Regions from separate parts of the Capra hircus genome. Here region 2 is linked to region 1. The links are chromatin contacts, called in public Hi-C maps. All regions are on one chromosome and are shown on one strand. Each heading gives the region's core, a stretch centred on a gene start, on an enhancer-like site or on the middle of the called end of the contact. The rest is flanking DNA. Distances are from core to core; before and after follow the strand shown.

The links. A called contact is a pair of places that touch in the nucleus more often than the background predicts.
Region 2: a Hi-C map of blood shows a contact between it and region 1, with 2.8 times the contacts expected there. The contact joins the enhancer-like site here to the promoter of ITPRIP in region 1. A contact is called at or near these places in 4 of 5 Hi-C or Micro-C datasets (blood and liver).

Annotation. Positions count from the first base shown.
Region 1 is chr26:26,855,602-26,862,112 of ARS1.2, forward strand. It overlaps ITPRIP (inositol 1,4,5-trisphosphate receptor-interacting protein), which reads left to right and starts at 2,864. Exons shown (of 3, transcript XM_018041588.1): 1 at 2,864-3,107; 2 at 3,409-3,611.
Region 2 is chr26:26,890,387-26,896,646 of ARS1.2, forward strand. It overlaps GSTO2 (glutathione S-transferase omega-2), which reads right to left. Exons shown (of 7, transcript XM_005698444.3): 7 at 4,652-6,035. The coding sequence ends at 5,876. Among named protein-coding and RNA genes, the nearest start is that of GSTO2, 26 kb to the right of the region's middle. Within about 2 kb of position 2,880, at least 4 of the 5 cell types and tissues checked have an H3K27ac peak or open chromatin away from gene starts, as enhancers often do.

The sequences.
Region 1 (6,511 bases), core at 1,614-4,113:
ATTGGGACCTCACAACTAATCATGGCAAAGGCAGGCTAGTGGTTTCAGTCTCTATCGCACATATTTTAAAATTTATCCAGAGGCCCCAGACAAACCACAAACTTCTTTGGCGTGGTCCTGGATCAGTGGGAGACATTTTTCTCCTAAGATCCTTCCCAGGCTGTCAGCTCTAGGCAGGAGTCTCAAGTCCAGATCTCTGATTTTCTAGAACCCAAGGTTTGTGTGGGTACCAACCCCAGTCCTTAGCCATTTGTGCTTATATTCATGTCAAATAACCCTATTTGCCTTTGAGTTCCTTCTTCCTGTCTCACACCTAGTAATCCCCCTTTCTTTTTTTCAATTATTGATTTTTGACCCAGCATTTCTGTATTCAGCAGAGGTTCCCTGAATTCTCAGCCCCTCACATTCCCAGAAGATGAATCTTTGCACATTCCTGTCTTTTTAAAATATGTATTTTTAAAACTTTACTTACTTGGCTGTGCCAGGTCTTAGTTGCAGCATGCAGGAATCTTCATTGCGACATGCAGGATCTTTTTTTTTTTTCACCTGTAGGATCTTTTTTTTTTAACTTGGGCTTTTCTGGTAGCTCAGTGGTAAAGAATCTGCCAGCCAATGCAGGAGACATGGGTTTGATCCTTGGGGTTGGGAAGATCTCCTGGGGAAGGAAATGGCAACCCACCCCATTCTTGCCTGGGAAATCCCTTGGACTGAGGGGCCTAGCAGCAGTCCATGGGGGTAGCAAAAGAGTTGGACCAATTTAGCAGCTAAACAACAACTCAGGATCTTTAGCCGTGGCATGCAAACTATTAGCTGTGGCATGTGGGATCTAGTTCCCTGAGGAGGGATCCAACCAGGGCCCCCTGCACCAGGAGCTTGGAGTCTTAGCCACTGGACCACCAGGGAAATCCCTGTACTTTCCTGATTTTAAAAAACCTTTCTAGAATAAGCACAAGGTGCTATGGAAACTACATGGGGAGAGTGTCTAACCCAGGCTTGGGGGTTCAAGGAAGACTTCCTAGAGAAGAAATCACCTATTCAGAGACCTTAAGACTAAGCACACATTCAGTTCAGTTCAGTCGCACAGCTGTGTCCGACTCTTCGCGACCCCATGAATCGCAGCACGCCAGGCCTCCCTGTCCATCACCAACTCCCGGACATTAGCCATGCAAAAAAAAAAAAAAAATGTGTGTGTACATCGGGGATGATAGGTTGGAGGAAAAGGTGGCAGGCGTGAAGGTTGCAGACAGAAGATAAGAGTCCATGTGAACATCCAAGGGGGGAAAACAAACCTCAGATCACATTCAGAGAAGCACAAGCTCCAAGAACTACAAGAATTTTGGTGTGGACAATGGAATGAGATATGTGCTTGGTAAGATAAGTATTAAGAGAGGCCAGTTCATGAACGACTCATGTGCATAGATAGGAAAGTGGACTTAACGCTGAGAACAGAGTGGTGCTGAAGGTGACCATGAGGTCTCGGAGAGTGAAATCAACAGGCCTGAAAGAAAAACAAATGTAATAGATTTGTTGCCCCTATCAGTAAATAGCAACCACCATTAGAAAACGCTGAAACAACTTTGCATATAGCACAATCCCAGAGGGCATTCAAGCACTGTTCTTGGCATTCTACCGTACATAATATAACCCTGATTTCTACCCCAAGGATTACAAGGCAGGGTAGTGCTGCTCAGTCCAGGGTCCCCACCTCCCAGGAATTTCCCCCCCTACTTGGGGGATGGGTGGGTGAATACCTCACCCATCCAACTGGCAGACATTTTCAAAATCACCACCCTTTCAGGAAGGTTTCCACAGATCATCCCATTCCTCACCTCTTCCCAACAGCCCTCCAAAACTCTACTATAACTGTCTCTGATATAAGGAAAGAACTGTGAACAGCAGCAGAAGCTTGAAAACAAGAGTAACCTGGGCCAAGGGCCAGGGGGTCTATTTTTAGAACTTGTTCTCATTGCCTGTTTATCTTTCAGACTCAGCCTAATGTCTTCCAGGCGACTGTGAAAGTTATTTGGCTGGCTTGCGGAGGAGAGGAAGAAGGTGATCTAAAACCAAACAGCAGTGGCGATGGTGATAATCATTCAGACAGTGTGTTCTCATAATTTCCCCCAATGTACCCTCAGTGGCCTTTAATTCCTGCAAAGCCACTTACCTAGGATTTATTCAAGCCCTTCCCAGCCACTTCTAATAGCTGTGGAATTTGGGCAAGTCACAAAGTGAAGACAGTTATGGATTTCATAACCCATCAAGTCTGACCAGGGTACTTACAGTCCGTCCTGGCCTCAGTTCCTCCTAAAATAGTGGTCTAACATCCCATCTGTAAACACGCTTTGGACACTAAAGCGCCCTCTACAGATGAAAGTATTTAGTAATGAAGCTCCTTTGTGCCTAGTTACTCAGGAAAAGGCAAAAATGCATTCAATTATCACAGAATTTGGTGAGCTATTTTAATCCACTTAGAAGTCGAAAAGAAGGACCAGCGTTGTGCTCGACTCATATTTCCTTCCAAAGGACAAAATAAGTGGCCCCTGGAATTCCACCGCTTGTAAAACGCGCCGCGGAAAACCCTGTGTAGGCGTGCAGGGACTTAACTCCTTCCTTTCCGCCCGCCCAGAAGGACTTTTAAGGGCGTCTTCTCTTGACTCCCTGTCCATTCGCTCCAGTTTAAATCCAGCAGCCAGATTCCGTCTTGCGCGATCACCCTCCAGTTCTGCTGGCCCCTATGGAGTTTCTGGGGTGGTCGATGGGCAGATTTCCGCGGCGGACCGTGGGTCAGCCGCCCCCTAACCCTCACGGTCCACCTTAAGGAGCCTCCGCGGCAGGGAGGAGAGGCGGGTGTTTTGTTCTTATAAGGAGGAAAAGTTTCTTTGACATCTAGGAAATGAGTAACTCTGCAATCCTCTAGAGCCCGGCGGATGGGGGCCAGAAGGCGGGATCCGGCCGAGGTATCGCCGCCCCCGTCCCTCTAATTGTCGGGCGGGAAGCTCAGCCGCAGCGGCGGCCAGCCAACGGATTCCGGGGCCCCCGAGACCCGCGAGCGCAGCCGGGACTCGCGCGATCCCTCCCGCCTCCGGGAGCGGGAACCGAAGCCGAAGGTAAGTACTGGGCCCGCGGCCGCGAGGCTCTGCGTCCTCCCGGAGCATCTCGTGGCCTGGAAGGGAAAAGAGGGACCAGGCGGAGCTGCGCCGGAGATGGAGGCGGATTGGAGGGGCGCGCCCGCTCTGCCCCCCGGGTTGGGACTGACTTGAGGGACTGGGATACGGCGCCCGAGCACAGGCGCGGGTTGGGGGGAGGCTGTCCTCTCCCTCTTCGCGCCGTGCGGGGTCCTGCATCCCAGCCTCTCCTCTCTGGCTTCTCCCCGGCCGCGGAGACCCCAGTGAGCGCTGCCCGTTGCAGCCCCGCGCGGCGGCAGCGCCTCCTCCCGGCCCACCGAACCGCGATGCCGGAAGCGGGACCACGTTGTTGTTTCTACCGCCCCGAAGATCCGTTACTTTGGACCGTGTGAGCAGAGCTCTGGAGCTGAAAGAGTAGTCGAGTCGCCCTGCTTCTTAGCCAGCTCCCTTCCATCCTTCCTTCCCCCTCCTGGAAGGAGAAAGTAGGTATGAAGTCTTTGTTGTCTAGTTTAACGTAGTGAAGCCATGAGGTTGCTGGAGGCAGGATGAAGCCCCCGCCGCTTCCTCTTTCTGGGCTATTAGTGGAGGAGACCCCACGCCGTGCAGAACTTTCTCTTGGGGCTGCTGCTAGTCTCCATCTGCCCTCTAGTAGCATCCCAGACCCTTTTCCAGAGTTTCCAACTTCCTGGCTGCGATTTGGAGGAACTCGGATGCCCCAGGACTGGGCTTCCCATCCAAAACGCTCTTTTTCTTTAAAAACAAAAGTGCTGTGTCCCAGGAAGGGCAAGTATTTTACTGAACCCCTCAGGGACCGCACTTTGCCTTTTGCTCCTCTGAAAGCTGTGAGAACCATCCCTCCTTACACTCCCCCTCCTCCCCAAAACTAGAAGAGTACCAAGTACTGGTGGATCCTGGACCCTGTCCTTTTGAATCTAAATCAGTTCAGAGTCCTAGTTTGGTAGGGAGGAGGGAGTGGGGAGGTTCTTCCTTTGGATTTGACCCAGGGTTCTTCCCTTTCATAAACTAGTTCTACTGCTGAGTGGCTGCCAGGTAAAGCAAACCTGTGCAGGGTGCAGTCCCAGGTCCAAGCCAGCCTTGCAAAAAGGCCTGGGCACAGGTAGAATTGCTGCCATCCACCCCTCCTTTATAGCATATTGGGCTGTGCTTTCGAGTCCTCTCTCCAGCCTACAAGCCTGAAGTGGCTTTCACTGTTTGCTGATTCCCTATGTGCTGCTGCTGCTCCAGGCTGTCCTGCTCTCACATTTTCCACTTGTGGGTAACCATAAAGTGGTTAGGCTGACTCTAATGGAAAGAGTTTTGTGCAAGTGCCATCCTCCAGCTCGGTAATTTTCAAAGATGCAGTTTCAGGCTCCAACTTTCGGGTGGCAAGGATTTGAACTTTTAACCTCATGCCATCAGCCCAGAAGCTGTCACCAAGAACGCCTCCCAGCTCCTGCACCACACATGAGAAGAACAAAGATGAGAGTTTGTGGGTGAACTTTTTATCTGAGGGCAAAAAAATGGAGGAACTTCTGGTAGAGGCTTCTAGCAAAATTGCCCACCTGAGAAGGTATTGTCTGGGAGGAACCTGGTCTTGTGTTTTTTTCTTCCTTGGACCCCCTTGGGATCAATAAAGGGAAGAAGATGGAGGATTGTCTGGAGGAGAAGTATCTCTGGGTGGAGGGCTGGAGTGCACAGCCCTGTTCTCACCTGTCCACAGGGGAGAGGTGGAATGCCTGAGAGTTGGGAGGGTGTTTCTTGTCGGGGAGAAGGGAATGACTGGCAGTATTTCCTCCAGAGATGAGAAACCTAGGGGAAGGTGGGTCTGGCCTTCAGGAGTTTCCAACTTTGTCACCCGAGAGAAGGAGGAGACTTGCTCTGTCTGGCCTCAGAGATTCACAGGGTGGGAGAAGCAGGAGATGGATTTTACTGACTCAGAAATCAGGAGGAACTTGCTGACAACTGGGGCACCTCAGTAGTTAAGGCGCTGCCGTCACTGTCAGGAGACAGGTGGCCATCGACAATAATGAAGGAGAGTGTCCCTCCAGAGTCCAAGACTCTGTGGCTCCATGTTTGGGGTGCAGAGTCCCCTCAATTGGAGGGCAGCCCTGGGGGGCCCTTGGGGAAAGCTTTACCCCACGAGCCTGCTAAGGGAGGGGTAAGTGCTCCAGATGTGCTGGACAGCTGAGGAGCAGGACCTTACTTGTGGCTGGGACTAATCTTGTCTTGCTAGGGAAAGGGATGTAGCCAGGAGAGTGCCAAGAGCTGACAATAGTAACCTCCAAGACTGCTGCTAGCCTGTTCCATCATCTGCATGAATTAGAATAAGGTGCTTCCTCTTAACAAGAAGATGGCACCTTGGTATCATTTAAAAACAGAGACCTCATCTGGGTGGACAGAGCCAAGGCACATAGCTGTGCAAGCTGGCATGTGAGCTTGATTCATCCTTTCCACTCTCCCAGCCAGGTGTTCTTGAGCAGTATACCACCCATACAACCGTACACAGCAGCCTGATAACCAATTATTGAGGGCTTAACATTTGCCAGGCTTTTTTTTTTTTTTCCCACCAAAATCACTTGGCCTGTATTAACTCATTTAATCTTCTCAGTAGCCCGGTGACATAGGTATTGGTATCCCCACTCTATAGCTGAGGAAACTCAGTCACAGAGAAGTATAGTGTTCAGAAGCCTGAAAGTCACTGAGCATTCACAGAACAAGAAGCAGGTGAAGTTTCAAAAGCTAGTTTGGTTGAGGCCCCTCGTGAGAAAGAGATAAGAGCGATTGCTCTTTATCAGAGGAAGGAAACCCACTGTCAGCTCAGATGGAGGAAGATGGAAAACTTACCTGGCAGCTGAAGGAAAGGAAAGAGAGGCAGGGCTGGCCCAAGCTTCCGATGTCTTTCCTTTTTAATCACTGGGCAGTGTGACATTGCACATCCAGTCTGGGGCCTGTCCTGAGGATGATGAGTAAGTGCTGCCTGGGTGTGGTGCAGAGGAAAGGGGCCATGCAGGGTCCCTGACCTGGGCAGAGAATGCCTGAGGGAATGGAGGATGGAAGAAGTATCTGAACACGCTGTCCTGACACTTGCAAGCTCTACAGCCCCTATCCCTGGCCAGTGCTGCTCGTCTGCCCTTCCCAAGCTCATCCAGAAAGACTTTCCAAAACTGCATTTCACAGCGCTGTGTGTATGATCACTTCTTTTTCACCCTAAGCATTATTACAGCACTTAATTAGCTGGAAAGGAGCATTTTACTATCTACTGTCTATGGTGCTGCTGCTGCTGCTAAGTCGCTTCAGTCGTGTCCAACTCTGTGCAACCCCATAGATGCCCATGAGGCTCCCCCGTCCCTGGGATTCTCCAGGCAAGAACACTGGAGTGGGTTGCC
Region 2 (6,260 bases), core at 1,630-4,129, 35 kb after region 1:
CACGGAGCCTGCCTCCGTTGCTTGTCCTGTGTGGCCGACGGATGGGCCTGTGAATGGCTCTTTCCCGCTGGCTCCAAGCCAGGGAGCTGACTGCTGCTCTCCAACCACACCCTTTGAGGAGGCTGTCTGCTACTAACAAAGTGAGCTGGGGTCTCTTGCTGTCTGCGAAGGCATTCTTGGTTGTGGTGGATCCTTGGGAGGAAATGACTGGGCAGAGTAGCCCACAGTTGTTGTCTGGAGCACGTGGTAATCATCCTTTCCATTAACAACACGGTCCCAGGTGCTTTTGTGTTCCACGCAACACCCAAGCTGTCTGGTAGCTGGGCAGGCCTTGCAAACCCCTAACACTGTCACCTGTGTAAGGTGGTAACATGCTCCAAGAGGGTAGAGAAGCAGGATTCTGAGTACTCCTCCATAACATGGGAGAGAATATTTATTTTACCATCATCAGCAACATGGTAAGGTTCCAAGATGCACGATATTAAAACTGGGCTTTGGATGTACTGAATGGGAATGGGGGAAGGGAGCATTTGAGATTAAACCTACACACCCAAGTGAAAGTGAAAGTCACTCAGTCTTGTCCAACTCTTTGCAACCCCATGGACTGTATAGTCCATGGAATTCTCCAGGCCAGAATACTGGAGTGGGTAGCCTTTCCCTTCTCCAGGGGATCTTCCCAACTCAGGGATTGAACCTAGGTCTCCCACATTGCAGGTGGATTCTTTACCAGCTGAGCCACAAGACAAGCCCAAGGATACTTGAGTGGGTAGCCTATCCCTTCTCCAGTGGATCTTCTCAACCCAGGAATCGAACCAGGGTCTGCTGCATTGCAGGTGGATTCTTTACCAACTGAGCTCTGAGGGAAGCCCCAAAGCCACCCGAAAACAACTCTAAACCATGGATCAAGCTGTGTGCAATCCTGTTTGGCGAAGTGTTGGGAGAATGAACTTAGAGTTCACATTTGACCATCTGCAGAAGCCTCATTCGCCATGGTATTAGGGTTGTTGTCCATTCACTGAGCATTTCCCTGGCAGATGCTAAGTCCTGACATGGATGATTCCATCATTATTCAACAGCCCTATGGAACAGGTCCTTAGTGGTCCCGTGTTACAGATAAGAAACTAAAGCTCAGAACGCTGGAGCAACTTGCCCATGGAATTTAATGAGTGGCAGAGTGAGAATTTGAACCCATTCATCTGACCACACAGGCCTCTTCTTATCCTCTATGGTATACCACCTGTTTGCCCAAAGAAGAATTCTTATCTGAACTTTGCAAGAGAAAATCTAGTTGCAGAAAAGCACCAGGAGGCTGCTCTGAGGAAGATTAGAGAATGGAGGAAGCAATATTTGCAAAGGCTCTAGAGGTCTGACAAGGCAGAGGCAAGCAAAATGTTGGTAAAGACCAGATGCTCAGCTTTCCAGGGACTCACAGATGTGAACGAAAGGGAAATAGGGGGCGGGGAGGCTCCTGGGTGGGCCCAGTGTTCATTGTGTGTGTGAGGGGAAGAAGGGGCTGAAGGCTAATCAGTGAGAAGCCCCTCGGGCTGGATGGTTGACTGTTTGTATAACTTTTGATAACAAACAGAACCAAGCGGACATAAACCACAGAGGAGCCTAAGGCAGAGTGGTGATGTCCCCTTCCATCAAGACCATTGACTCCGACAGAGGAGGTGTGGACCAGGTGGTACACAAGGTGAGAACTTAAGGGGGAGAAACACCCCACCCCAACCACCAAAGCTCCAACATGGAGAAATGTGGAGGCACCTGAGAGGGGTCCCTGTGACAGTGAACATGCTCCACCTTGGACTTGACCATTTAGATTTAATCCACTCTAACCCAGCTACTCTGCTTGCTGTCTGCCATCAGAAAGGTTTAGAGCTAGAAGGAATCCCAAGTAACCCTTACTCACCATCCCCACCACCCACCCACCACCATAACCACAGCCAGCTATCCTGACCACTCCCCCAGCACTGTGTCAGGATGTAACTGGACTCAGCCCAGATGGGCTTCTGTCCAAAATCGTGAAGAAAAGAAGTCCACGTGACTCCTCTGATCATCAGCTCTGATATTAACATCATCTATGACAATGAGGCTCTTTCGGTGTGGTGGTTTAAACTATTTTTTTCTAATTTGCTGGACATAGAGAACAGATTTCACCTTAAATCCACAGTTCAACATGCTTTTATAAGATATTCTCCAATTATCAAAAGTGGTTCTCTCTGGGAGGTGGGATGATGCACAACCTCCTGTTTCTCTTTCACTGAAATTTTTTTAATCCTGATGTATTATTTCTCCCTCTCCTACCCCACCAATAAAATAAGTGGTTATTTTGAAAGCTCCTCATAGAGGCTTATTTTAATTGTCTCTTTTCTCCAGGCTAAATGAGCCTAGTTTCATCCAGAGGTCCATAATTCAGATCCGTCTGTGGCTCAGACAGATGACATAAAGCAATGAGAAGGAAGTCGTCGAAGGCCCAGCCTGCGCACTTCCCCATGGGTACTCTCCTCCATCCTTTATTTCCTGGTTCTCCAAGCTTTCTAAATTAGCACTTGGAGCCTCAGAAGAGAACATCTTTGGTTTTAGCCATCCAGCGACAGGCCTTTGTTGTCTCAACAGCAGTCTCGGTCCCGTGCCAAATGCTGGCCAGCACACAGGATTTACACCCGCAAAGATGACCAGTCCCTGAGTCCCAGGAGAGCCACGGAAGCCGAGCAAGCATCCCAAGGAAATGTGACTCGCAGACCTCACTCTGCGTTGGCTCAGGCACCATGGCAACAGAGCACCCCATCCTGAGCAGATGGCACAGCAGACTGCCCGGTCACATGGTGCCTGCTCTGGCAGACTGGCTACCTCCCTGAGCTGGCTCGCTCTGTCCAGCTGGCACGGAGTCACACTGGTAACTATTTACATGAGTCAAAATCCACCCAGTGGCAGCAGATGGCCAGGTCAGGATGAGACATGGGGAGTAATGGGCGGGTTCGGGCTGAGTCAGAGGAGAAGTAGCAGACAGCTCCTCCGTGGGCACTGACAAGTCTGAACATCGCTCCACACCACTCCTGCCACTGCCTGGTCTCAGCGTGGCTAGAGGCTGGGAAAAGATCCCACGTGAACAAAGCAAATGATCACAGGCTGATCCTGAGACCCTGAGATAAAATGGTGCTGGCCAGGCCTGTCCCACTCCTAAGGTACCTGTCGTCACACCTGGCCATCCTCTGGGGCTCCTTATCATCTTTGGAGGAGGGCACATCTGGACAGAGCCCGCCGAGGTGCCATGCCTGGCCAGTGGAAGCATTCCAATATCTTGGTGTGGCTGCCCTGGAGAACAAGTGAAAATTCCTTTAAAAGCTAAAAACAGAGTTACCATATGATCCAGCAATCCCACTCCTGGGCATATGTCTGGGAAAAATGAAAACTCTACTTCGAAAAGACACATGCACCCCAATATTCATAGCAGCACTATTCACAATAGCCAAGACACAGAAGCCACTGAATCATGGACACTGGCACGCTGCAATTCACGGGGTCTCAGAGCCGGACATGACTGAGCGACTGAACTGAACTGAGATATATATATATATATATACCACATGTCGTTTAGTTGCTCAGTGGTGTCTGACTCTTTGCAATGCCATGACTGTCAGGCTCCTCTATCCATGGGATTTCCAAGGTAAGAATACAGGAATGGGTTGCCATTTCCTTCTCCATGGGATCTTCCTGACCCAGGGATCGAACTCACGTCTCCAGCATCGGTAGATGGAATTTTTTTTTTACCACTGAGCCACCGAGGAAGAGTAATGAGTAATATTCAGTTCAGTTCAGTTCAATTTAGTCGCTCAGTCGTGTCTGACTCTTTGTGACTCCATGAATCGCAGCACGCCAGGCCTCCCTGTCCATCACCAACTCCCAGAGTTCACTCAAACTCACGTCCATTGAGTCCGTGATGCCATCCAGCCATCTCATCCTCGGTCGTCCCCTTCTCCTCCTGCCCCCAATCCCTCCCAGCATCAGAGTCTTTTCCAATGAGTCAACTCTTCGCATGAGGTGGCCAAAGTACTGGAGTTTCAGCTTCAGGATCATTCCCTCCAAAGAAATCCCAGGGTTGATCTCCTTCAGAATGGATTGGTTGGATCTCCTTGCAGTCCAAGGGACTCTCAAGAGTCTTCTCCAATACCACAGTTCAAAAGCATCAATTCTTCGGCGCTCAGCCTTCTTCACAGTCCAACTCTCACATCCATACACGACCACTGGAAAAACCATAGCCTTGACTGGATGGACCTTTGATGGCAAAGTAATGTCTCTGCTTTTCAATATGCTATCTAGGTTGGTCGTAGCTTTTCTTCTAAGGAGTAAGCGTCTTTTAATTTCATGGCTGCAGTCACCATCTGCAGTGATTTTGGAGCCCAGAAAAATTAAGTCTGACACTATTTCCACTGTTTTCCCATCTATTTCCCATGAAGTGATGGGACCAGATGCCATGATCTTCGTTTTCTGAATGTTGAGCTTTAAGCCAACTTTTTCACTCTCCTCTTTCACTTTCATCAAGAGTCTATTACTCAGCCGTAAAAAGAATAAAATATTGCCATTTGCAGCACCATGAATGGACCTAGAGATTATCATACTAAGTGAAGTAAGTCAGACAGAGAAAGACAAATACTATAGATCACTTGTGTAAGGAATTAAAAATGCAATACAAATGAACTTAGTTACAAAACAGAAACAGACTCAGAGACACAGAAAACAAGCATGGTTACCAAGGGGGAAATGGGGGAGGGATAAATTAGGAGTATGGGCTTAGCAGATACATGCTGCTAAACATAAAATAGATAAACCATAAGGACTACTATATAATACAGGGAACTGTGTTCAGTATCTTGTAATAATCTATAATGGAAAAGAATCTGAAAAAGAATATGTATATATAACTGAATCACTTTGTTGTATACCTGAAATGAACACAACATTGTAAACCAACTATACTCCAGTTTAAACAATCTTTTTTAAAAAGAGAAGCCTTCCCACTACAAGGCAAGCAGCTCCAAAGCTCTAGGTTTAAAATCTCAACCAGGAAAAGTGAAGAGATCAGGAGCTCTGGTGTTTTTGTCATCCTTATCACTCACGCGGCCCAGGCTTGGTACACAACAGGCAATCAGGGGCATGTGTTGGGGTAAATTGAAAGCATCTGTGACGCAAATCCAACAGAATGACCTTTGCCTGAGACCGGGTTTAGGGTATGTGTAATTTTTCAAGGCAGGATGTCAACTCTAGAACATTTTGTGAGCCATTCTGAGCGCCAAGAGCACCGGTGATATTCTGACGTCATTAGTCCAGGGTGATACTGGGTGTTTCATTTCCTGCTTTGGAATTCTTTCCGTCACAAGACCTCGGTGTCTCCCAGGCCCACAGCCAAAAAGCTGGAGCCAGAGAGAGACTCATGCACGCCCACAAGGACTGCAGCTCTCATCTGCCAAACAGAGAGTATGTGGACCTGAAGTGCTTTCTTCCTTCTCATCTCTCTCACCAGGAAGATATGCAGGGTACCAATCTGTAGTGACAGCATCAGTGATGGGGCAGCGGCCTTGAACCTCAGCATCAGCATCAGCACCAATAACCTGGAGGTCAAACTGGGGCAAAGGTCATCAAGCTGGGAGGCACACGGTCTCCCTAAACATCTCTGGACATTAACACTGAGATTTCTAGAGAAGCACTAGATGCTACAGGCTAGAGGAGTCATAAAATGATTATCAGAAATGATTCTGTCTCCACGTTTATTTGGAACCTGAAAGAAAATGAAGAGAGACTGACTGCCCCACCAAAAGAAGTGCAGAATCAAGACAGGCTTGGGAATTCTGGGTGGTGAAGGGGTGGACTGCAAGGCTCAGCAACTTAGCCCGTAGTCAAAGGCACCGGGGTTGTTCTGAAAATAGAGATTCAAGAAGCCCAGGAAGGTGTTCTTATCTGTGAGAAGAGAACAGACTGTGGGATCCTGCTTCATGGCTGCAATCCAGAGCCGGAGCGCAGGGGTGTGGTTCACACAGCTGCAGGACAGGAGAGAAGCGTTAGCCGGTCTGCAGGTGAAGGGGATGCAAGTCACTTTTTAGACTACAAGCTACAAGAGATGAGTTTATTGGGGCAACAGAGCTATCTTAGTTACCTTCCTATCAACTGAGCACAGTCACTTACTGGAGGAAAATCTGACTTGAAATGGCTGTGTGTCTTTAGAATCATCAAAGTTGTTGTTTTTAACCCTGCAGCTAAAATAT